Linked DNA regions of Sus scrofa: region 1 is linked to region 2. A link is a contact called in public HiChIP or PLAC-seq data. All regions are on one chromosome and are shown on one strand. Each heading gives the region's core, a stretch centred on a gene start, on an enhancer-like site or on the middle of the called end of the contact. The rest is flanking DNA. Distances are from core to core; before and after follow the strand shown. Region 1 holds the start of EPHX2 (epoxide hydrolase 2). Region 2 holds the start of TRIM35 (tripartite motif-containing protein 35).

Region 1 (5,275 bases), core at 856-3,355, 170 kb after region 2:
GCAAGGGCAGGGATCAAATCCGCAACCTCGTGGTTCCTAGTCGGATTCATTAACCACTGAGCCACGACGGGAGCTCCCATTCTAGTTAATTTAAGTGGAAGAGAATGAATACAGGAAATTAGGGCATACAAAATCTTTGAAAGGAATGGAGGAGTGAGCTGTCAGATTGGACCTTTAAGAAAGACTCCCAGGAAACCTCCACCATTGAACCTGAAGCTGTTTTCTGGGCCCCGTCAGCTGACCACCACTGGGACTGAGTTTAAGGACACTGGACTTAGCTGGGACCCAGGAATTTGGAAGCAGCTCCAAATTCTTTGGCTTGAGCAACCAAGTGAAAGGGGCTGCCATTTAGTAAGACCAGTAGAAGCCTCAGGAGATGGGAATGCAGCTAGAATTCTGTTTCAGTCACAAGAAATTCAAGATCCCCATGAGATATTCAAGAGGAGGTGTTGATTAAGAAATTACATATGCAAGGATGGAAATGGAAGGAAAGTCTAAACTGGAGATTTAAATTTAGGAGATTTCATACTACATAAGTCACACTGCCACTTGCTTTCTATTTTTTAGACTCAGTTGGACTTTTGAGATTACCAATTTCTTGAGCAACCACTGTATTTATTCTCTTTATAAATCTTCAAACCCAGGGTGATCTAGTTTCTATCTCTAAAAACTCCACTGAATATGTTCTGAAATAGGTCACGCAGTGTCATCCAAGTCCAATATCAAACCGGGTTATTGCTGTTGTTTTTCAATGTTTCTACAGCATTTGGCGGTGTTACCTACTTCTTGCTTCTTAGGAGTGGATCTCAGAAAACACTAACAACTCTCAGGCACAATCCCAGAGGAGATTCTGAAGCCAAAAAGGCAAGTGTGGTCCTGGATCACAACACACCCCAAGGCAGACTCATTTCTCTTGTTGACCAGACTGAAGGTTGGTACATCAACAACTTCTTGATTTCAGTAAAGTCTCTGGTGATCTCTCACAACATTTTTCTAGGTAAATGGGGGGAAATATCTCGGGTAAATTCACAGATGATGCATTCAAGCCAGGCTCTCAGCAAGCTGGAACATCAAGCCAGGAGCATGTTTTCATTCTCAGAGCTGCACTACAAAGGCTCAGAGAGTCTAATAACATGCTCGAAAGCCCAGGTCAGACACTCCTAAGGAGGCGGAGGTTTAGGTTTTCTAGAAACACAAAGGAGCCAAGAATGTGGAATCTGTGATTTAAAACAAAGCTCAAACATTTTTAGGCAGCATTAATATAAGAAGAATGTACAAAGGGGTAATGGTGGTCAAATTTATTTCTTCTAAACCTCAGGAGACTGGAATGAATGTATGCTGGGTTGGCATACCATGCCTGGAGCATTATAGTTTATTCTAGAAGTATACTCCACCTTGACACCGAAGAGCCTGACTAGAGGCACATGGTCAGTATAGTGAGGGACTTGTAATTACATGTACTGGATCTAGAAAAGAAGGCCGATAAAGCTACTAATTTACTGGAGATGCAAAACAAAATGAATGTAGGGCATCCGAATACTGAATGAATAAACTTTTGGCAACACACACACACACACTTAAAGAGTCTGTGCCCCCTGGCTCTTTCTCAGGCCTGCCTTCTCCACGGGCCTACTCAGAATGCTGAAAGTCTGCCAAGTTCGCCTTAAGAGATCAGCCTGTCCCAGGGCCTGGGTCCAGCTTTCAAGCAGTCACAGCGGGAGCTCGGGGAGCTCGGGTACTTAGGACTTTCATTTTAGGCGACGGATGGGGATTCATCCAGAGACGAGATTCTAACCCTGGGTCCAAGAGCCAGGAGGTGATGGAGATGGAGCCTGGGCCGCCCTGGGTCTGGGGACACCAAGGGAACCCCCAGGAAAGCGTCCAGGGTGGGACCAGGGCAGGGGGCGGGGCGGAGGTGGGGCGTGGTCAAGTCCCAGACGGGGGCGTGGTGAAGGGCGGTGCTGGGGCCAGGACTGCGAGAGTGGCCGGGACAGGGGGCGGGATCGAGCTCGTCCTGGGCGGCCCCCTCTGCCCGCTGCTAGGGTCCGGAGCCACGACCTTTTTGCGACTCCTCCAAGCGCTTCGAGTCCGAGGCGGAGGCCGCCATGGCGCTGCGAGCGGCGGTGTTCGACCTGGACGGGGTCCTGGCACTGCCATCGATCACCACCTCCTGGGCCCGCGCCGAGGAGAAGCTGGCGCTGCCCAGGTAAGGGGACAGGCGCCACTGCCCGCGCTCCGAAGGCTGGCGGGTGGGACCCTGCGGCAGAGGCGCGACCTCTCGGAGAAGTCCTTTCAGGACTCCCAGCCCTGGTTTCCGATTACTGCAGGGCGGGAGCTCTGGGGAAAAGGTTAAAACAATTACCCTGCCCTAAAGTACCAGGGAGTGTAGGTAGATCCATTGTCTTTCTAAATGATGAGTAGTTCATCTCTCTAAGGACTCCAAAATTGCCCTCTATACTGAAAGCTTTTCCTAAAGTAAGAGAAATTACTCCCTGAGCTGTCTGCTGCCCACTTAATTCTCTGTAATGGAATGTGCCTTAAAGACCTGCGCTGAGGTTTCTAGAGGGAAAAGTCCTATGTGTTGCACATTATAAGGGCAAACCAGAAACGACCCCCCATCCTAAGCACTGGAAAATGGTAAACTAGGAAACATCACCAGTAAACTGGAGGTTCAGAATAAGGTTACAGTGACATCAGGAAATATCTGTTTTCGGAGTTCCGGTTGTGGCACAGCAGAAAGGAATCCGACTACTAACCATGAGATTGCTGGTTCGATCCCTGGCCTTGCTCAGTGGGTTAAAGGATCCGGTATTGCCATGAGCTGTGGTGTAGGTCGCAGATAGGCTTGGATCTGTGTTGCTGTGGCTGTGGTGTAGGCCAGCAGCTATAGTTCGATTAAAAAAAAATGTTTAATAAGTGCAAAGACCAAACTCACCAGAGTATAACACCATTTATACAAGATGGTTTCAACTATGGAAAAAAAAAAAAAACTTCGTGTTGAAAATACCTGAAGACATATGCCAAAATATCCCTGGGATTATTCATCCCAGATGGGATTGTGAATGCTTTCTTTTCTACTTTTTTGTATTTTCCAATTTGGAGGACTTATAAACATGCGTTGCTCCTACAGTCAGAAGGAAGGAGAGCATATTTATTTTAAAACTTAGCAAAGAAAGGCAGATCACACCAGGGACATCCAAGGAAGAGTAAATTCTAAACTACTGGCACGTACTGGCACTACGGGAGCAGGGTGGAAGCTTTGAGAGTTCTGCCCTATCCAAGGCATTCTAGAATTCTGTGATACAAAGACTAACAGGCTTTTTGAGCTGTTTTACTATATAAAATGATAAAAGACTGGTGTTCGCTAGCATGCCAGGTCAAAAGGGGCTCAGCAAAAGAAGCTAGAGCAGTCCTCACTTTTAGACGCAGAAACTGAGGCTTGGAGAGAGGATTAACCTGCTCCAGATTACACAGCATCACATGACAGAGGCAACCATGGAACTCCTCCTTCTGCCTCCCAGTCTAGGATTCTTTCCCACCTCCCTTGGCCCTTGTTCTGGGAAGGATGTCAGTCTGTAGAGAGTGAGTAAATAGGTCAATAATAAATATATCAGTAATGGATTGATATCAATAATGAACCAGCATCAGTAGTAAATAGATCAACAGCTAGTTGTTACCAATAAACAAAAATAAGGTGGCTACAAAGTCCACCCCCAGAATACTCACAGGTGGGTAGTTAGGGTTGGACAGAGAAATGAAAATGGCAGGTCACCCCGGTCCAGGCTTGCCGGATTCAGATCATTTGCTGGAGGGAAAAACTGAGTGAAAGGAACAGTGAGCTTATTTCGTGGAAGCCCTTTTAGCTACTGTGTTGTTTCACTTCCTTCTGGCCCATACATTTTATTTTATTTTTTTAAAAAGGCATGAAAGGAGAGTAAGCTAATGAGGTCTGTTTGTGCCTGTGAGCTCATCAGTGCAGGAGTGAACATGCCTTGTGCATATACAGTCACAAGTATACCTGTGAGTACCCCAGTGAATGTACTTGAGAGTGTATTTGTGAGGATACAAGTCACAAGTATACATGTTTTCAGAGGTGGAGAATTTCAAGAGCACTGGTCTCTGAGTCAGACCCAGGTTAAAATCTCAATTCAAGGACTTAGCATTGGTGACTTTGCTTAACCTGTCGTAGACTTTGTCAACTCAGTTGAGATCTTAGTCTTAAAATAAGAAAATGCCTCCCCATAAATCTTTGTGAGGGTTAAATTAGATGACATGCAAGGTGAGTGGGCAGCTGTGTTCCTGATACATTTTAAAATTTTGTCTTTATTTATTCTTTTATTTTTTTTATTATTTTTTTACTTTTCAGGGCTACACCTGCAAGCATAGGAAAGTTTCCAGGCTAGGGGTCCAATCAGAGTTATAGCAGCCGGCCTATACCACAGCCACAGCAACATAGGATCCGAGCCGTGTCTGGGATCTACAGCACAGCTCACGGCGACTTAACCCACTGAGTGAGGCCAGGAATCAAACGTGCATCCTTGTGGATTATAGTCAGGTTCGTAACCCACTGAACCACAACGGGAACTCCCTACATTTTTTTTATTTATTAAAATCCCTTGCACATGCAGAGTGATGTATTGGGCATTTTCTGTTCATCTAGTGTAGCACTAACTCCTACACTTGCTCTGTGACTATGGTCAGGATTCCTACAAACCATAAAACAGGTGATAGCTCACTGATCCCAGGAGATCAGAGTCCATGGCTTTGACCTTACTAGCCTATGGATTCTGTGAACTAACCATGAAATATAGTATAAATTCAGAAGGTGAGCCTGATGGGCTTACTTGCACTGGTCATTCCCACATGCTGCATATGTGGTATGAAAGCTCAGACCCTCACTGTGTACCAAAGTTCAAGGTGAAGGCAGTGCCATGAGAGGTACAAAATTCTCAGGTGGCTCAAAGGAGGGAGATATGAGGTCCTATCGGGAGAAGCAGGAAAGCTTATGGAGGCAGACTTTGAGAAGACTGATGGATTGATGGGGAGAGACGAGAAAAGAGAACTTTCCAGGTGAGGGAACAGCAGGAGCAAAGGCTGGAAGGTGGACAGCATGAAATTTGCACAAAAACACTGACTGTTCCTGCCTAGCCAGATAGGAGGGAAGGCATGAAAGGGCAGTGGGAAGTTGGCTGGGCCTGCACTGTAGCGTGACAAGAAAGTCAGGCTAAGTATGTATGTAATTTGATAGCTGGCGACTCTTGAGGTTTTTGTTTTT
Region 2 (5,009 bases), core at 392-2,891:
ATTTAGGGCCACATCCGCAGCATCTGGAGATTCCTAGGCTAGGGGTCCAATTGGAGCTGTAGCCGCCAGTCTAAGCCACAACCACAGCAACACAGATCAGAGCAGTGCCTGCAACCTGCACCACAGTTCACAGTAACGCTGGATCCTTAACCCACTGAGCGAGGCCAGGGATCAAACCCAAGTCCTCATAGATGCTAGTAGGGTTCCTTAACCGCTGAGCCACAACAGGAACTCCCATGCGCAATTTTTAAAATAAAACGACACCAAGTGTCTAAGCACAACAGACATTTTCACAGAACTTTTGTTACAACTGATACAGAGCATCATACATTCACATGGCTGTTCTGGGTCATAACGGAAAAAATATTTGCTATGGGCCAGCTAAGGTCAAAAGATCTGAAAACTGAGCTAGCGAATCCTTATTTCCTGATCACTTTTCCTTCATGTTACTCTTGCCCTGTTAAGTGCTTCTTTATTTATAGCCACTTAAACTCTACTCATCAGAGATGCCTAGAGTGATTCAGAACAGTCCAGCTGGCCTGGGCCCAGAGGCCTCCCCACAGCTACACAACACATGGGGCCACCTCGAGAAGGAGGTGACCGATGTGGGGAGATCTAAAGACTCCACATCCCTGGCCAGGTCTTGTGGTCCTGTGCCTTTACCCAGACTGTGCCAAGTTTCAGGGTTGCTGGGCTTACCCACACCTATGCTTCTTCAGGGGCGTGGGCTACACCCAGCGGGTAGAAAGGGGGCAGCGTGGTCCCAGCCCTTCAGAGGTGGGCGGGGCTGTCTTGAGAGCTTCCTATTGTAACCCCAATTCTCACATTTCCTGTTGACATTCTCTCCCCTCCCCTCTTAGGTACCCAAGAGCGGGCCTTAATGAAGAAGGCAGCCTCTGTAGGTTATCAGCGTCAGGGAGTGGGGGTCCCGAGAAGGCACCAGCAAGCTAGCAGTAAGAGGGGCAGGACCGAGCACACACCGCTCTGGCAGGCGGGAGTGCAAGGGTAGCAGAGTCAGGGTGCTGGGTTCCAGTCCACGTGCGCCCTCAGCCACCTCCCTCACGCGACCTCGCTTACCCGGAAGTCGTGGGCAGTGTCCTTCACCGGCTGCACCCGATGTCCCTGGTGCCGGGGATCGGCCTGGCACGAGCAGCAGAGCAACTCCTTGTCGTCGAGGCAGAAGAGGCTGAACTGGCCGCGGTGCAGGCGGCAGAGGCGCGGGGAGCGGTGGCCGGTCCAACGCGCGCCCTCGGCCTCCTCGCGCAGCAGCTTCTCCACCAGGTTGTTGAGGGTGTGGTTGGGGCGCAGGTCGGAGGGAGCCGCGCGGTCCTTGCACACCGGGCAAGTGGGCGCCACCTGCACCTCCCAGCAGCGGGTCACACACCCGCGGCAGAAGTTATGGCCGCAGCGCAGAGTCACGGCGTCGCGAAACGGGTCGTAGCAGACGGCGCAGAGGAGCTCCTCCTTGAAGGAACGGGAAGGCCCGGGGGACGCGGCCGGGCCCGGCTCCATTGCCGGGTCTGCGGGCTCCAACGCCGGCAACTTTCACTCACGCCCCTCCCACCTGCCTCGCGGCTCCCGGGACCTTGCGGAGAGGGGCACACAGCCCCTTCCGCTCGGGAGCACTGAGCGACAGCAGCGCCAACCAATAGCGCACAGGGCGTAGTCGGGAGACTCCGCCCAGTTCCGGTCGGCGCGGGGCGGGAGGAATCCCGGAAGAGCGGGGCGGGGCCTGTATGCTCCGCAGTTCCCGCCATTCCCTTGTTGGCCCGCTAGTTTTAGCTGGGAAGTAAGTCCCCTTCCAGTCTGTGGGGTTCCGAGTCACTGAAACCTACTTCCGATTTCAAATGGGAAATGAAGTCTAGGAGTCTCTTCGTTAACCAATCCCCGGAAATCTCAGGCATGTGAGGTGGAAGGAGCCAGAGGTCCTTATTTCTGGTTCCGAAGTGGAGTCTACCTTACCTGGTCGTTAGCGTGTCCACTACTTGCAGTGCTATTTCAAAGATCTTTGCCCACTCTTGCATTAGTTGTTTACTTATTTTGGCCAGTTTTGTGCTTGCCCCCTGGGGTAAGGCAGAACCGAGTGAGAGAAAGGGGCCCTGGAAGACCTCTGAGAAGACCCCATTCTTATCCCGTGGTTGAATAAGTGGGCAAGTCACAGTCTTTCCAACCTATGTCCTCGAGAGTGAAACGGAGATCAAGGACGTCTGCAAAGTTATCTATGGGAATTAGCATCCAGGCTGAATTCTTCATGCCAGTTACAGCAGGCATGAGGCTCTCCAACTCCCCGTTCCTGCCACAGGTTGACGTAGGATTCTTTTCCCCTGACACACTTTCATTTCCGGTTTGCGTTGGAAGACAAAGTCCACATGGCTCAAGTTCCTGTATGGGAGCAGAGACTGCATTTATAAGACTTATTTTTCAAGGATGTTCCTATGATAAACAGCTTGGGAAGACAGAAATAATGTCTCCTTCCAGGCAAAGATCTGGCAATCTGACTCCTCATTATAAAAGATTCATTCAGGTTCCCTAAGCTTCCTCCTGTGGCCCACAGGTTCCCAAAAGGCTTGTGGGAATTAAGGGTCAAGAAACTGGCTCAAGTGACTATAATCTGACTACCATCCTTTGTCTCTGACCCAGAATTCCTGTTGGATTAAACTATCCTTTGTCTCTGACCCAGAATTCTTATCTACCAGCATTCCTAAGACTGTGGCATGCTGACTTGGAATACTGAGAGAAAAAAAAAAAATGTAAAACATAAAAGTTGAGAATTATGTTTTGTTTCTTGGACAAAACTGAGGACTTAAGCCCAGGACACAGTATGTCACTCTGAAAGACTGCTCCAAAGAGGTAAGAGAGGGGCCAGGACATACTGGAGTTCTTGCAACAAAGACCAGGTTGTTGGAATTTCAAAAGATTACTGTTAATTAAAAAAAAAAAAAAAAAAAAAAACAGACATCTCAAGTTAAGGAATTTTACACTTTTCTGTGTATGGGAAATTCCAAGAGTCTGGGCTCGCTGAAATCCTTTGATAATGCACCTCAGCAGTCTGGGGCCAGTATCCTGTGGTTTTTCATCCTGAGTTTCCTCAGGCCCTGTCTGAAGCTGGCTGTAGCCGTTGACTGCTAGATGGCATCCTCTTTTGATCCTGAGTTCCTTCAGGGCTCATCATCAGGTCAGCATTGATGTGATGGCTTGATAGCTGCAACATCTCTTGTTTACTGATATGGCACACAACATTTTTTTCATTATGCATGTTAACATGCAAGTAGGCCAAAATCTCGGGCCCTTGATAGTCCTAGACAATTTCCTTCCAAACTTTTAGTCAGAATAGCCCTTTTCCCACAATACCACGGAGATGGATGCCACCAATTCTTACTGCTTTCTGCAGTGTTTCTTATGCATGGTCAGTGATCCTCCTGCAATAACCTGGGCTTTCTAAAAGCACAGATTCTTGAACGTACTTTTATCTACTTGCCTCTTTGGGGAGGGGGCAGGAACCTACATTTTGCACATGCCCTCCAGATGATTCTCAGGTACACTAAAGTTTGAGACCAATTGCTCTAGATCTACTCATCTAGTTGGTCTCCAGCTATGCTTATTGGTTCAAAAATTAACCTTAGAGGCAATATCTGGAAAGGCCACAAGATGGGGCTAATAACCCCACATTCTAGGCACTCCTCTGGAGTATCTAGTTTCTCCTAGTCTTATTTTCTTTAACTCTTTTATCTGTATGTCCCAGTTGCTCTGTGAATATGTTTTGCTATCTGTTTCATGCCATTCATATGATTTTCTTTGTTCGTTTTGTTGTTTTTTTCCTAGGACTCTTGAGTAGGACCACCAAACAAAACAAGAGTAAAGAGTTGACGTTCCCGTCGTGGCACAGTGGAAACGAATCCAACCAGGAACCATGAGGTTGTAGGTTCGATTCCGGGCCTTGCTCAGCGGGTTAAGAATCCAGCGTTGCCATGAGTGTAGGTCGCAGACATGGCTTAGATCTGGTGTTGCTGTGGCTCTGGCGTGGGCCAGCAGCAACAGCTCCAATTAGACCCCTAGCCTGGGAACCTACATAGGCCGTGGGTGTGGCCCTCAAAAGACAAAAAAAAAAAAAAAAAAAACACCCAAATGTATTGCTTTTTTTTTTCTTTAAGAAGAATACAAAGGTTACCGTCAAACCAATAAGGTCCTCCAGTCTTTCTGGAAATCCGGAAAAGACTTGGTCCTATTCCAAGCCACACCGGGGCCAGGGGCAGCCTGGGGCATGACCTAGGGCATGTTATTTTACTTTTCTTACTTCCTTTTCCTCAACCGTTAAAGGAAAGATTGGACAAATTGCTTCAAATTCTCACTAGCTCAGACACTCTGGACTTTTTTGATTCTGTGCATAATTTCAGGAAAGAGGGTGACTAAACCTTACACACAGACCAGGAAAGAGAAGTCTTGGTGATTGTAACTAATGTGTCACCAGCTTCTGTTTCTTCTTCCAGTAAGAATGGACCAACTTCAGAGGCCCTGAAATGCGGTAGAATTTCAAATTCCTCTGTATACCAGCTAAACTGTTGCGAAAGCCCACTGCTAGTTCTTCCTATTGTAACTTGCCTCACCCCATGCCCGGGCATATTTGTCAGGCATTGCTACATTTCTAACCCCGCTGCTAGTAACACATACATTTATGTAAGAAAAATATTGCTAGGTGCAGAAAGAACAGCTTTTTTTTTTTCTTTCTTCTTTTTAAAAGCAGTTGACTGAAAAGTGGCTATGAAGTAAAAAGCTGTTAGATAAAAGGAACCCATTTTAAATATAAACCTACAATTAAATTGAAAGTAAAAGGATAAAAAAGATACACCATGCTAACATGAATCAAAGACAGGTGGAGTGGCCCTATTAATATCAAAGTAGATTTAATATCAAAGAATATTATAGGAATAAGGAAGATGACTGCTGTACCTGACAGTTGCAGCGCTGACAGTAGCAAGAACCATGAACTTGTTCAGTAATATATCGACATT

Evidence for each region. HiChIP or PLAC-seq counts read pairs in DNA pulled down with a chosen protein or histone mark.
Region 1: a contact with region 2 is called in an H3K27ac HiChIP or PLAC-seq map of alveolar macrophages. The contact joins the promoter of EPHX2 here to the promoter of TRIM35 in region 2. A contact is called at or near these places in 1 of 5 promoter capture datasets (fetal skeletal muscle), 2 of 47 Hi-C or Micro-C datasets (heart right ventricle and skeletal muscle) and 1 of 2 datasets of contacts at active chromatin or transcription factors (alveolar macrophages).

The regions. Positions count from the first base shown.
Region 1 is chr14:11,215,020-11,220,294 of Sscrofa11.1, forward strand. It overlaps EPHX2 (epoxide hydrolase 2), which reads left to right and starts at 2,106. Exons shown (of 19, transcript NM_001001641.1): 1 at 2,106-2,206. The coding sequence starts at 2,106.
Region 2 is chr14:11,050,262-11,055,270 of Sscrofa11.1, forward strand. TRIM35 (tripartite motif-containing protein 35) reads right to left here and starts at 1,642. Exons shown (of 7, transcript XM_001928380.5): 1 at 1,078-1,642. The coding sequence starts at 1,512.